2 separate regions of the Oryctolagus cuniculus genome follow, and region 2 is linked to region 1. Evidence: chromatin contacts called from public Hi-C data. All regions are on one chromosome and are shown on one strand. The core of a region is the stretch at or near the end of the contact, and the rest is flanking DNA. Distances in the headings are between cores, read along the strand shown. Region 1 holds the start of ZSWIM5 (zinc finger SWIM-type containing 5). Region 2 holds the start of UROD (uroporphyrinogen decarboxylase).

Region 1 (5,822 bases), core at 740-3,239:
TTAAAGAAAAAAATTACCCAAATATGTTGGTTTTACCTGGGAAGAAGAGAGCTGGATGTCTGGGGTTTGTACATGTGCCTGTGCTTGATTTTAATTCTAAAAACCACCTTCTTCCAACTCCTTTCAAAAATCGGTATTTTCTTCAATAAATGAGTATACATTATACAACAAAATGCATAAATATGTACTTCCAGAATACTATATAATCCAAATAGAAAAAAAAATCAATGTTTTAATTTTCCACATAACAAGTCAACGTTAATTACTGTCATTTTTTCTCTTTCCCCAACCACTCCACAAATCCGAAGCACTGTATTTATATACTTAATAAGATTAACAAACTGACTAGAAGCTCCAGAGAAGGAATAAGAAAGAAATCGTTTTTCATCTTCCTGCACACAAAAAGCTAAAACAAAAGCAAATACGAAGACTAGTTAAATGAGACGCATTTGAAAAACCCAACGTGACCAGCTTTTGATTTACCCTAGTCTGACAAGGAAGACAGACCCCACCCCCACTCCAGATTGTGTGGGTTTTTTTTCCTTGGGTGGGGGTGTGGAGAAGAGAAGCTGTCACATTTCCATCTTCGGTTATTGTTAGTCTGCAGCCTAGATTCCCAAGCACCACTGGTCCAGGGGGAAACAATATTAAAGCAGACAATCAAAATTTTCTACAATGCACAGCGATTTGTCGTATTTTTTACCCCAACGTGAAAAGTTAATTACACTCAGATTCAATCAGCTACCACTACAGATTTGCCCGTGACAGCCTGTCCTTCAAACACTCTAATACTGCTTGCTCCAGATCACTGACGTCCTCTCCTTTCTAAACTTAAATCAGAAGAACGCCATTTCCTCAATTATTGCATCCCGAAAGGTATGCCGCCCCTTCCTTATTGCCTTTCATATAGGGAAATGGAGCGAGTGTAAAAAAAGAGAGAGAGAGAGAAAGAGAGAGAGAGAGACACCTAGTCGCTCTCCAAACAAAAAAACCAATGGGGCAGAGGAGAGGGCCAGCGGAGGGAAGAGCAGTAGTGAACCTGAAAGCAACGCCGAGGAAAAGTTTTCGATGTGACTGGTTTGTCCTTGGCAGGGCTACGGAGTTGGGCCGAAAGCCGACGGAGCAGCAAGGAAGCACCTGCAGAGGCGGCGGCCAGGGACAGAGCGCAGCGGGAGGGCACCTACCGACTTGCAGCACGTTCTCCACGGAGCCGCTGTCCAGCAGACGGATGCCCCGGCGGAACGGCAGCCCCTCGCCGCCGCCCGTCGCGCCGGCCCCGGCGCCCAGCCCGGGGGACGTCCCCGCCGCGGCCGCCCCGGGGGCGGAGCCGGCCGGAGCGGCGGCCCCGGGGGGTGGCGGCGGCCCCTCCTCGGCCGGCGAGGACCCCGCGGCGCCGCCGCGGTCCTGGAAGCTGGAGTACATGCAGATCTCCCGCTCATTCCGCGGGAAGGACCAGTAGACGATGCGGCGCTGCACGGGCTCCGGGATCCGCTCGAAGCGCTCCTCCACCCGCTCGTACGCCCACTTTTCCGCCACCGTCTTGGCGGCGCAGTCCAGCAGGGACTCGGGCTGCAGGTGGGGGCGGGCCCCGGGGGCCAGGCAGCTGCTGCCGGCGCCTCCCGCCCCTCCGCGGGCCGCCCCGGGAGAACCGCGAGGGTGGTGAGCCTGTGGGCTGGGCCACGAGCACAGCCGCTTGGCCGGAGAGACCGGCGGCGGCGAGAGCAGCTCCTCTCGCTCACCGCCTTCCGCCATTGCTGGGGACGGACGGACTGACTGAGGCGGCGGCGGCGGCGGCGGCGGCGGCAGCGGCGGAGACCCCAGCCACGGCCACGCGCCCCGCGCAAGCGCCTGGCGGCGGCGCCGGAGAGGGGGGCGGGGCGAGCGAGCTCGCGAGCCCGCCGGCCCGAGTGGGGAGCCTGGGCCGGGCCGCTGTGCGCGCGCAGAGAGCCGACGCCGGCGACCTGAGGGCCAGCGTGAGGCGGCGCGCGCCGTCCGGGCCGCCGCGGGCGCGAGGAGGCGCGGGAGCGAGCGCGGGCCCGCGGCGCGCGCTCCAGGCGCTGACGGCCCGGAGCGCGCGCCGAGCGCTCGCTCGCTCGCTCGCTCGGGGCGGCCGGCCGCGAAAGGGCGAGGAGGAGAGCAGCGCCGGGCATCCTCGCCTGCAGCGCGACTGACTGCAGCCTGGCCAGAGAGCGATGGACTGTGTGACCGAGTGAAATGGCGAGGCCGAGAGCCTCCGAGGAACCGCAAGCCCCAAGAACAGGAAAACTCAAAATCAGGCTCCTGCGGTAGGCTGGCCTGCCGGGAGACGGCAGAACGAGGCTCTGGCAAAAATGCACTAGGAAGGCAGACTGTAGGGCAAAAATCAGCAAGTTCGAGTCATGGAAACGCTCCTCATGCCATGGTGTGGGATGAAGTCAGCGGTCCCCGTCCGCCATCCCCACCACAACCCGGCGAAGTCGCTCCAGCCCTCGCTCCAGACTGGGGCGCTGCAGACCCTCGCGGGGTTTTCCGGATGGTTCAGCATCTTGCATCCCAAGAACAAGACACTTTGTGTGTGCGTTTCGGTAGAATTCTGGGATACCCCGCCCCCAGTTTAAATTAGGTCTTATTTTCCTCACTTGGCTCAGTCTTCTTCACATTTACATTACTAGTAGAGCGGTATAAATACTTTTATATTTAATGCCCTACTGACGGTAAACTCGGTGACAGCGAGGAACATGTCTGTCTGCTACTGGATGGCAACTTCATCACTAACTCCTTCATAAAGAAAACACCGAGATGTCTCTTGCTCATTCCAGAAGACTCAGCATATTTCAGATTAATTGCTGACAAATTAATCTCTACAACTTTAAAGTGTTCCAAGAACTCTGATAGAAGGGTTCCTATAGTTGAGGTAGCCCTTCAAAATGAATGAGTCCTAGAATGTAGCATCAGGTAAGAGTAAGAATGTAGTCTGATGGGAGGCAGAGTGGAGGTCAAGGAGTTTGGTTTTGCTGCAATCTCACAATTAAAGAGCACTGGCTAAAAAGAATTGGGTTTGAATCACGTTTGCTCCTTGTGTGATGCTAATCTTGACTAAGTTAAATCACTTGTAAAAGGAAGCTAGTAATTGTGCCTCAACGAACAACTGAGAAGAATTAGAAACAATTAAAATTGAGTGCTTATTCAGTGTAATAGGTACTCAACACCTGTTTATATCTGTAAATGGATTTCTATCTGTAAATACCTGTAAGTGGATTACCACGATGTAGCATGATCCCAACTTCCCCTTGAATCTGGTACCACACTGATAGGTTTTCATGACACCATCCTTTTTCCTCCCAGAACTTAGCAGAGTTTATTTGGGGCATGAGTATTCCTTTAATGCCCATCTGGCTGACTAGATGACAGGAAGCATTTCTGTGTAAGGGCATCTCCCCAACACCTCCCATAAAGCCTGCATATGGAAGATACTAAAAAAAATTTCCATTCAATCAATGAGTATGTTATTCTGATTTAATCAATTGCTGGCATGCAAAGTTGACAGGAAGAAATGTTACCTAAACATAAGAGTTAATTTTGGGTCGGCGCTGTGGCATTGCGGGTAAAGCTGCCGCCTGCAGTTCCGGCATACCATATGGACGCCGATTTAAGTCCTGGCTGCTCCATTTCCAATCCAGCTCTCTGCTATGACCTGGGAAAGCAGGGGAAGATGGCCCAAGTCCTCCGGTCTCTGCACCTGCGTGGGAGACCCGGAAGAAGCTCCTGGCTTCGGATCAGTGCAGCTCCGGCTGTTGCAGCCAATTAGGGAACCAATGGAAGATATCTCTCTCTCTCTCTCTCTCTCTCTCTCTCTCTCTCTCTCTCTCCCTCCATCTGCCTCTCCCACTCTGTAACTCTGCCTTTCAAATAAATAAATAAAATGAGGTCAGTGCTGTGGCATAGTAGGCTAAGGCTCTGCCTGCAGCACTGTCATCCCATATGGGCACCCATTCATGTCTCAGCTACTCCTCTTCCGATCCAGCTCTCTGCTATGGCCTGGGAAAGTAGCAGAGGATGGCTCAGGTGCTTGGGCCCCTGTGCCTGCATGGGAGCTTTGGAAGAAGCTCCATGCTCCTGGCTTCAGATCGGCCCAGCTCTGGCCATTGCAACCATTTAGGGGGAGTGGACCAGCAGATGGGAGATTCTCTCTCTGTCTCTCCCTCTCTCTCCCTCTCTCTCTAACTCTACCTCTCAAATAAATAAATAAAATCTTAAAAAAAAAATCCCTGTTGGGATACCAGCATCCCATATTGAAGTGCCTACATTTAATACCTGCCTCTGGCTCCTGATTCTAGCTTCCTGCTAATGTGCACCCTGGGAGGCAGCAATGAGGGCTCAAGAAATTGCCACCCAAATAGGAGACTTGGATTGAGTTCCTGGCTTCAGCCCTCCAGCTACTGTGGGCATTTGAAGAGTCAATCAACAAATAGGAGCCTACTCTCTATCGGCCTCTCAAATAAATGAGAAAGCAAAAATAAGAATACTTACCTAGAAGTTGGCATGGTGGCACAGAGTGTTAAGCCACTGCCTGTGATGAGAGCCAATTTGAATCCTGGTATTTCTACTTCCAATCCAGTTCCTTGTGAATGCTCCTGGGAAAGCAGCAGAAGGTGGCCCAAGTCCTCGGGCCCCTGCACCCACGTGGGAGACCCAGATGAAGCTCCTGCTTCCTGGCTTTGGCCTGGCTGTTCAGGTCATCTGGGAAGTGAACCAGCAGATGGAAGATCTCTCCATAACTCTGCCTTTCAATAAATACAAAATAAATAAATAAATGCTTTTTTCTGTATCAGTTGGTATGATCATTTATTTTTTTCTTCTCCAGACTGTTTTTATGTAGATTACATGAACTGATTTTCAAATATTGATGCAGCCTTGCATTCGTGGGAGAAAACCCACTTTATTGTGGTGTAATATTCTTTGTATATTCATATTTTTAAAGATTTATTTGAAAGGCTAAGTTTTAGAGAGAGAGAGTCCATCCACTCCACTTGTTCACTCCTCAAATGGCTGCAACCACTGGAGCTGAGCCAGTCTGAGGCCAGGAGGTCTTCCAAGTGAGTGGCAGGGGCCCAAGCACTTGGGCCATCTTCAGCTGCTTTCCCGACCATTAGCAGGGATGGGAAGTGGAGCAGCAGGGCTCAATCTGGTACTCACATGGGATGCCAGCAGTGCAGGCTACAGCTTTACCCACCTCAGTGTTTCCACAACAATGGCCCCAGTAAAGTTGTTTTGTATTTCATATATGTGAATTGTATAAAGCACTTACAACCAACACTATGTCAATGAACATATAGTGCTACGCTGAGCATCTTTGATCTCCTTATGCATATATTCCAGAATTCTCAGTTATATAGCTAGAATGGAATTGCTGATTATGGAATATGAACACTTTCAGTTTTACTAAATGCTGCCAATGTGTGTTGCAATGTAGCTTGATCAATGCATCAGTTTTCTTATGCTGAGAAAGAAATTACTCTTTTAAAAAACCTAGAGCTTCCAAACAATAGCAGTTTATTATCTCTCACAGTATATATGAGTATGGAATTTGGAACAGCTTGGCTGTGTTGTTATGGTTCAGGATCTCTCATGAAGTTGGCTACACATATTGGCTGAAGCTGCAATCATCCAAAGATTTGACAGACGGACAGATCCTCTTCCAACGTGGCTCACTCACACTGCTGGTAAATTATTGCTGGCCCTTGCTGGCCTCAGTTCCCTCCCAACATGAGTATTTTCATGACATGGCTGGTTTTCTCCAAAAGGAATCAAGAGAGCAAAGCAGAATCTGCAATGCTTTTTAT
Region 2 (5,717 bases), core at 856-3,355, 190 kb before region 1:
CCCCACTGCAGGACCATGCCCCACCTCCCATCCCAGGTAGGCCTGCTCACTCGTCAATGCTCACGTCACTCAGCTTCTTCAGGTTGTCCCCTTCGCCCCCATAGACCACCACCCGCTTGGGCATAAAGTTGTCATCTGTGGTATCCACTGTGAGGAGCAGCTTCCTGAGGGGTCAGAGTGTGCACCTGACGTCTGCTTACCCACAGGCGTGTGGCTTGCCCCCCAGTCCTGCCCAGAGCCTACATACTTGACAATGGTGCCCTTCTTCATGGTAAGCCGTACCCAGTGCTGGCACTGGGAGCCATCACTCTCCCAGTAGGTATCTGCGTTGCTATCTGTCAGGCAGGACACGTTGAACTCCTCCTGGTTTTGGACAGAGAAGTGGAGTCAGTGAGCACCCTGACTGGGTACGTGCTTTGGGCCAGGGAGCACAAGACAGAAAGCACAGTGGAGTTAGGCTCAAGGGGAAATTGGTATGGGCTGGGGTGGGGCGGGTTTCCTATAGGACTCCCAAGATGAGGAGCTGGCTGGAGTGTGGCCTGTGGGCGTTCTGGTGTAGCTCTGGCCAGGAAGTGGGGGTTCTGGATCTAGCCCTGAGCTGTGACTACATCTTGCCTGGAGTGGGAGGAGTCCCAGCACCCACCGTGTAGGAGGAAACGTCTATGCTCTCCACATACTGCTTCACGCTACCCAGGTTCTCATCCTCCTTGCCCAGGTGGTCATACAAGAAGTGGATCAGGTCCTCGTCGCACTCGTAGGTCCACGTCGGAGGCACATAGCTAAGCAATCCCAAGCCCCTAATTAAGATTGGGACCAGACCTGGGCTCGTTCCTCCCCGCCCCTGCCCAGATCACTCACAGTAGCCTCTGAACAGCTTCCGTGTATGCCTCCGCCGGCTGAGGCCTCGATCCGAGGCGGTGCGAGTATGTCAGGTCCACCACCTGTTCCCACCTGCGGGCACAGAATTGGGGGTGGGATGGGGAGGCATCAGCAGGCGGCAGAACACCATCTCCGGATTCCGAAGCCTTTTCCAAAACTCTATCTCCACACCTCCAGAAGTCCCACCCAAGCCCCCTGCAGACCCCGCCCCTTCCTGCTCTGGCCATCTCTTCTCCAATAGCCCGTGCTCCAGGACGTGCCAGGAGTTCCCAGCTCCCCTGCCCCCTCAGGTGCAGAACCTGAGCACCGGCCGGTAGTCCACGCCGAAGAGCTGCTGCTGCCGCTGGAGGTGGTCCGGAGTGTCGATGGGTACGAGGCGGGCCCCGCCCTCTGCCGGGCGGCACACGAGCAGCCAGCCTTCGTCCAGCCCACAGTCGCCCAGGTGCTCCGCCAGCTGCTCCTGCCGGCGTGCGCCAGACGGGGACAGCCATCAGGGAACTGCTCCGCTGGCCGCCCTGCCCAGCCCGGGGCAAAGTGCACTGAACGCAATGCCAGTTTAATATGGGGGAGGGGAAGGAACAGCCAGGGGCTTCCCTGGCCCCGCGGGTCTCTTGCGGGGTCCCAGCAGGCCCGAGCGCACCTTTGTCAGCTTCACCCAGAGCCCGTGGCCGTTGCATAGCTCCTCGCCGGTGGTGCGCACGCAGGCGCCGCGCCGGAGCTCGATGCTGTCGCGGGCGGTGCGGAGCGGCCCGGAGCCAGTCCCGGAGGCCGGCCCCGCGGCTCCCACACGCAGCCCTAGGCCCTCCGCCTCCCACACCGGCAGGAGAACGCGCGACGGTCCCGCCGGGTCCTTGTAAAGCTTGTAGAGTACCTCCCGCGGTACGAAAGCCAGCGCTGCCGGCAGCGGCCTCCCGGCGCGGAGGCTCCGTGCTGCCTCCGCCAGGAAGCGCACGCGGCCCAGCAGCTGCCGCGGGGACTCTAGTGCCGCGCCCGGGCCAGGGCCCGCCATGGCGAAGCGACGGAGGCGAGCCGGGAGAGGGGAGCCGAGGGACGCGCCAGTCGGCGAGCTGCAGCCGCGACCTCAGGCTGCGCTTCCCACCACGCCCTGCCCCGCCTACCGACAGCTTTTGCCGTAATTTCTAGACTAAGCGCACCTCCGCGGGGTCCTGGGTACTCATACCCCAGAATGTTCCCTACCTGTGTCCCCTCCCCAGCCAACCAGAATCAAGATCAGAGTTGCGACCTGATGAAATTTTCTCTCGCCATCTCCAGTGCTACTACCATTTGCTCTCCACTGCCTCTGTCCTCGTGCAAGTCACCATCTAGACTGGATCATCTTAGCAGACATTTCTCTGGTTCTCAAGAGTTCCTGATTTCGCGTTCCAGTCCTCAGCGAGTCCTATCACAACCAGAAGCACCTGTACAAATCTGCTGAATAAAGTGGGGTGACCCTTTCTCCGGCAACTGACAGGAGTCCTGACCCGTTTAGGCTTTTGAAAAATTCTGGTTGTTACGCCTCATCCCAAGAAACTGCCCATCAGTATCCACTTTGATGTGATTGCAGATGTCTGGTCTCTCATCAGTCTGTAACTCCTTAAAGGGGCTCCAGCTGGGGCTGACGCGCTTAGCACCGACCGCAGTGCTCAATTCTGAGTAGGTAACGGAAGTATACAGAAGAGGAGTTCAGTTCTCTGTGTACAGCCTCTTTTGCACCGTCTGCTACATTCCTGGCTGGATAAGATTCTAGACTCGTGGGCAGTGGAAATGACAGTGAGGCCTGGGTCAAACTGGCAGGATTTCCTGACTCAGATATGAACACATTTCTGACACCAGCAGTAAGAACTAGTTTTAGCGGAGCTCGTGCCTTTGGACGTTTGGTGTTTCGTCGCTACAGCGGACTTTACGGTGGAAAATGGTTAGGGTCCTACAGGCGGCAGCCGGGGCAGCCCCAGAACTGTCACTGAAGTCCGATCACGTGGCGTCCAAAATGGCGACGCCCTCGGGACGCTTCAGGAAGGGGCGGAGCCTGGACTGCCTGTCTGCTCTTATTCAAGGTTCAAGCGGCGAACGCGCTCGCAGTTGCGACATACCATGGAGACGAACGGGTTAGGGTGAGTTCTCTGAAGTAGGCTGTGCGGCTAGCGGGGCTTCTGATCTGAGTCTTCCAACTCAGGAACCGATATATTCCCCGTTCCCTGGGAACCTAGCAAACCAGAACGCCAGTAGTCTGAATCCTGCAACCACGCAGGGACCTTCATTCCTGGGATCTCCTTGCCGGACTGTGTCCCCCAGACTTTTATTCCAGGGGCTATCCTAGGACTTCCAACTAGAACCCCTATTCTGGGATCGTCAACTCTGGGCCTTCTTCGTCCGCCAGTCGGAGGCTCCTGGCCCTGGCACCAGCCCTCTGCCACCCCGGTTCCTACATTTTCTTGTCCGAAGGTCCGCCTCCCTCAAACTATTCCTGCTGGGCTTTCATCTTTTCTTCCCAATTCCCTTCGGTTGCTTTGAGGTTGGGAACGAGGACTACGTGTAGGAGAGAGGCCCCAGTGGGGACCCTTGCTACCGTCTTGTGCAGCGCCCGATAGGCACAGAGGGCGGGGAGCCATGGCTTGGGGACTGGCCTGGAGGCGGCAGATAGCGGTGCCAGACTGAATCCGCCTTAAAAGCCAGCGCCTTCCCCAACCCCCAGCCCAGCATACTGACACTATCCCCACCTCCACCTGACCGCCAGACCCAAGGGGTTTCCGGAGCTGAAGAATGACACGTTCCTCCGTGCAGCCTGGGGAGAGGAAACAGACTACACTCCGGTTTGGTGCATGCGGCAGGCAGGCCGCTACCTACCAGGTCAGAGCCAGGACTCGGGCATCTGTGTAAAACTGGAGGGCGAGTTTTGAGTAGGGCAAGGCTCTAGCGGGCCTCAGTACTGAGCCCTGTCTTCCTTCTCCTGTCTGCAGAGTTTAGGGAAACGCGGGCTGCCCAGGACTTTTTCAGCACCTGTCGCTCTCCTGAGGCCTGCTGTGAACTGACTCTGCAGGTGAGGGGTCCAGAAAAGAGGGAGGGACTTATGCCCTCAGCTTGTCACCTAGCAACTTGTTTCCAATTCCCTGCAGCCACTGCGTCGCTTCCCTCTGGATGCCGCCATTATCTTCTCCGACATCCTTGTTGTACCCCAGGTACCGACTCAAAACTGATCCTGGAATGGGTAAAAACAGGGAAAGGACTCTGGAAGTCCTATCCGTTCAGTGAAGGTTCAAGATAAACAGTCACCCTATGAAGTGGACAGAGGGTAAGCTAAGGCTAACAGATGGAGTCTGGCTGAATCATATTCTCGTTTTCCTTTCCTCCTGGTATGGGCTGAGCAGAACCTCCTGGAGTTCCAGGTTGAGGACCCAGATATTCTTTCCCCTCCAGGCACTGGGCATGGAGGTGACCATGGTACCTGGCAAAGGACCCAGTTTCCCAGAGCCAATCAGAGAAGAACAAGACCTAGAACGCCTACGGGATCCAGCAACAGTGGCCTCTGAGCTGGGCTACGTGTTCCAGGCCATCACCCTTACCCGACAGCGGCTGGCTGGACGTGTGCCACTGATTGGCTTTGCTGGTGCCCCGGTGGGTGAGACAGGCAGGGACTGCGGAGGGGGAGGTCACTGACAGTTCTGGTGCAGGCACGGGAAGGACGTGTCTTGCACCTGTGACATCCTCTTTGTACCCTTCTGCAGTGGACTCTGATGACATACATGATTGAGGGTGGTGGCTCAAGCACCATGTCTCAGGCCAAACGCTGGCTCTACCAAAGACCTCAGGCCAGTCACCAGCTGCTTCAAATCCTCACGGATGCTCTGGTACCCTATCTGGTAGGACAAGTGGCTGCTGGTGCCCAGGTGAGTCCTGAGAGAGAGACAGATAGGCTGGGGTTCAGTCAACGGGACCCGAAGCAACAGTCTCCTAAAGCTAAGAGGACACATCTTCGTGCCAGGCATGAAGATGGCTGCCTCCAGTGATCTGGTGGATCCCACCTTGACAGTGGCAGGAGGGTGTGGATGCTTCTTGTGTTCAGACCAAACCAGTGCTGGGATCTGGAGGAGGCAACACTTTTTGACTGGAACTGGGCTTTATAGACTCAGGCAGCATCTGGGATAAAAGTCACTTGGGAGAAAACTGAGGCCATTCTATATGTGAAACCTAAGATGCTTTCTGTTTGTGTGTTCTATACCTCCTAACTGTAGGCATTGCAGCTTTTTGAGTCCCATGCAGGGCACCTAGGCCCACAGCTCTTCAACAAATTTGCACTGCCTTACATCCGTGATGTGGCTAAACGAGTGAAGGCCAGACTGCAGGAGGCAGGCCTGGCACCAGTGCCCATGGTAAGGACTGGGTGGGTTGAGGCAAGCTGGGCCTGCTGACCACTGGAGGGCAGCAGAAGTACAGCCAAGAAAGGTCAGTGGGTGTAGCAGAGCCCTGTGTGTCCTCAGATCTCTTTTTCCTCCAGATCATCTTTGCTAAGGATGGACATTTTGCACTGGAGGAGCTGGCACAGGCTGGGTACGAGGTAGTTGGGCTTGACTGGACAGTGGACCCCAAGAAAGCCCGGTGAGTGATGGAGTACATCGTTGGGGTGGAGGTAGAGCAGGGGGAGCAGCTGCCATAGGGCAGTTATTACAGTGTGGCACTGGCTCTGCTTCTAGGGAGCGTGTGGGGAAGACAGTGACCTTGCAGGGCAACCTGGACCCCTGTGCCCTATATGCACCCAAGGTAACAACCATTGTTTTAAGTGTCTGTGAGCTTGTCTGTGTACTCCTATGGCTATAGATATGGTTGTGGGTATTGTGTGTGCA

The links. A called contact is a pair of places that touch in the nucleus more often than the background predicts.
Region 2: a Hi-C map of an unstated tissue shows a contact between it and region 1, with 2.5 times the contacts expected there. The contact joins the promoter of UROD here to the promoter of ZSWIM5 in region 1. A contact is called at or near these places in 2 of 6 Hi-C or Micro-C datasets (psoas muscle and an unstated tissue).

Annotation. Positions count from the first base shown.
Region 1 is chr7:127,677,863-127,683,684 of mOryCun1.1, reverse strand. It overlaps ZSWIM5 (zinc finger SWIM-type containing 5), which reads right to left and starts at 1,989. Exons shown (of 14, transcript XM_008265350.4): 1 at 1,185-1,989. The coding sequence starts at 1,752.
Region 2 is chr7:127,870,582-127,876,298 of mOryCun1.1, reverse strand. UROD (uroporphyrinogen decarboxylase) reads left to right here and starts at 2,105. Exons shown (of 10, transcript XM_002715141.5): 1 at 2,105-2,990; 2 at 3,614-3,726; 3 at 3,837-3,916; 4 at 3,993-4,055; 5 at 4,294-4,491; 6 at 4,602-4,763; 7 at 5,109-5,246; 8 at 5,372-5,472; 9 at 5,568-5,634. The coding sequence starts at 2,971. It overlaps HECTD3 (HECT domain E3 ubiquitin protein ligase 3), which reads right to left and starts at 1,986. Exons shown (of 21, transcript XM_002715142.5): 1 at 1,520-1,986; 2 at 1,179-1,339; 3 at 859-951; 4 at 644-779; 5 at 248-363; 6 at 51-164. The coding sequence starts at 1,888.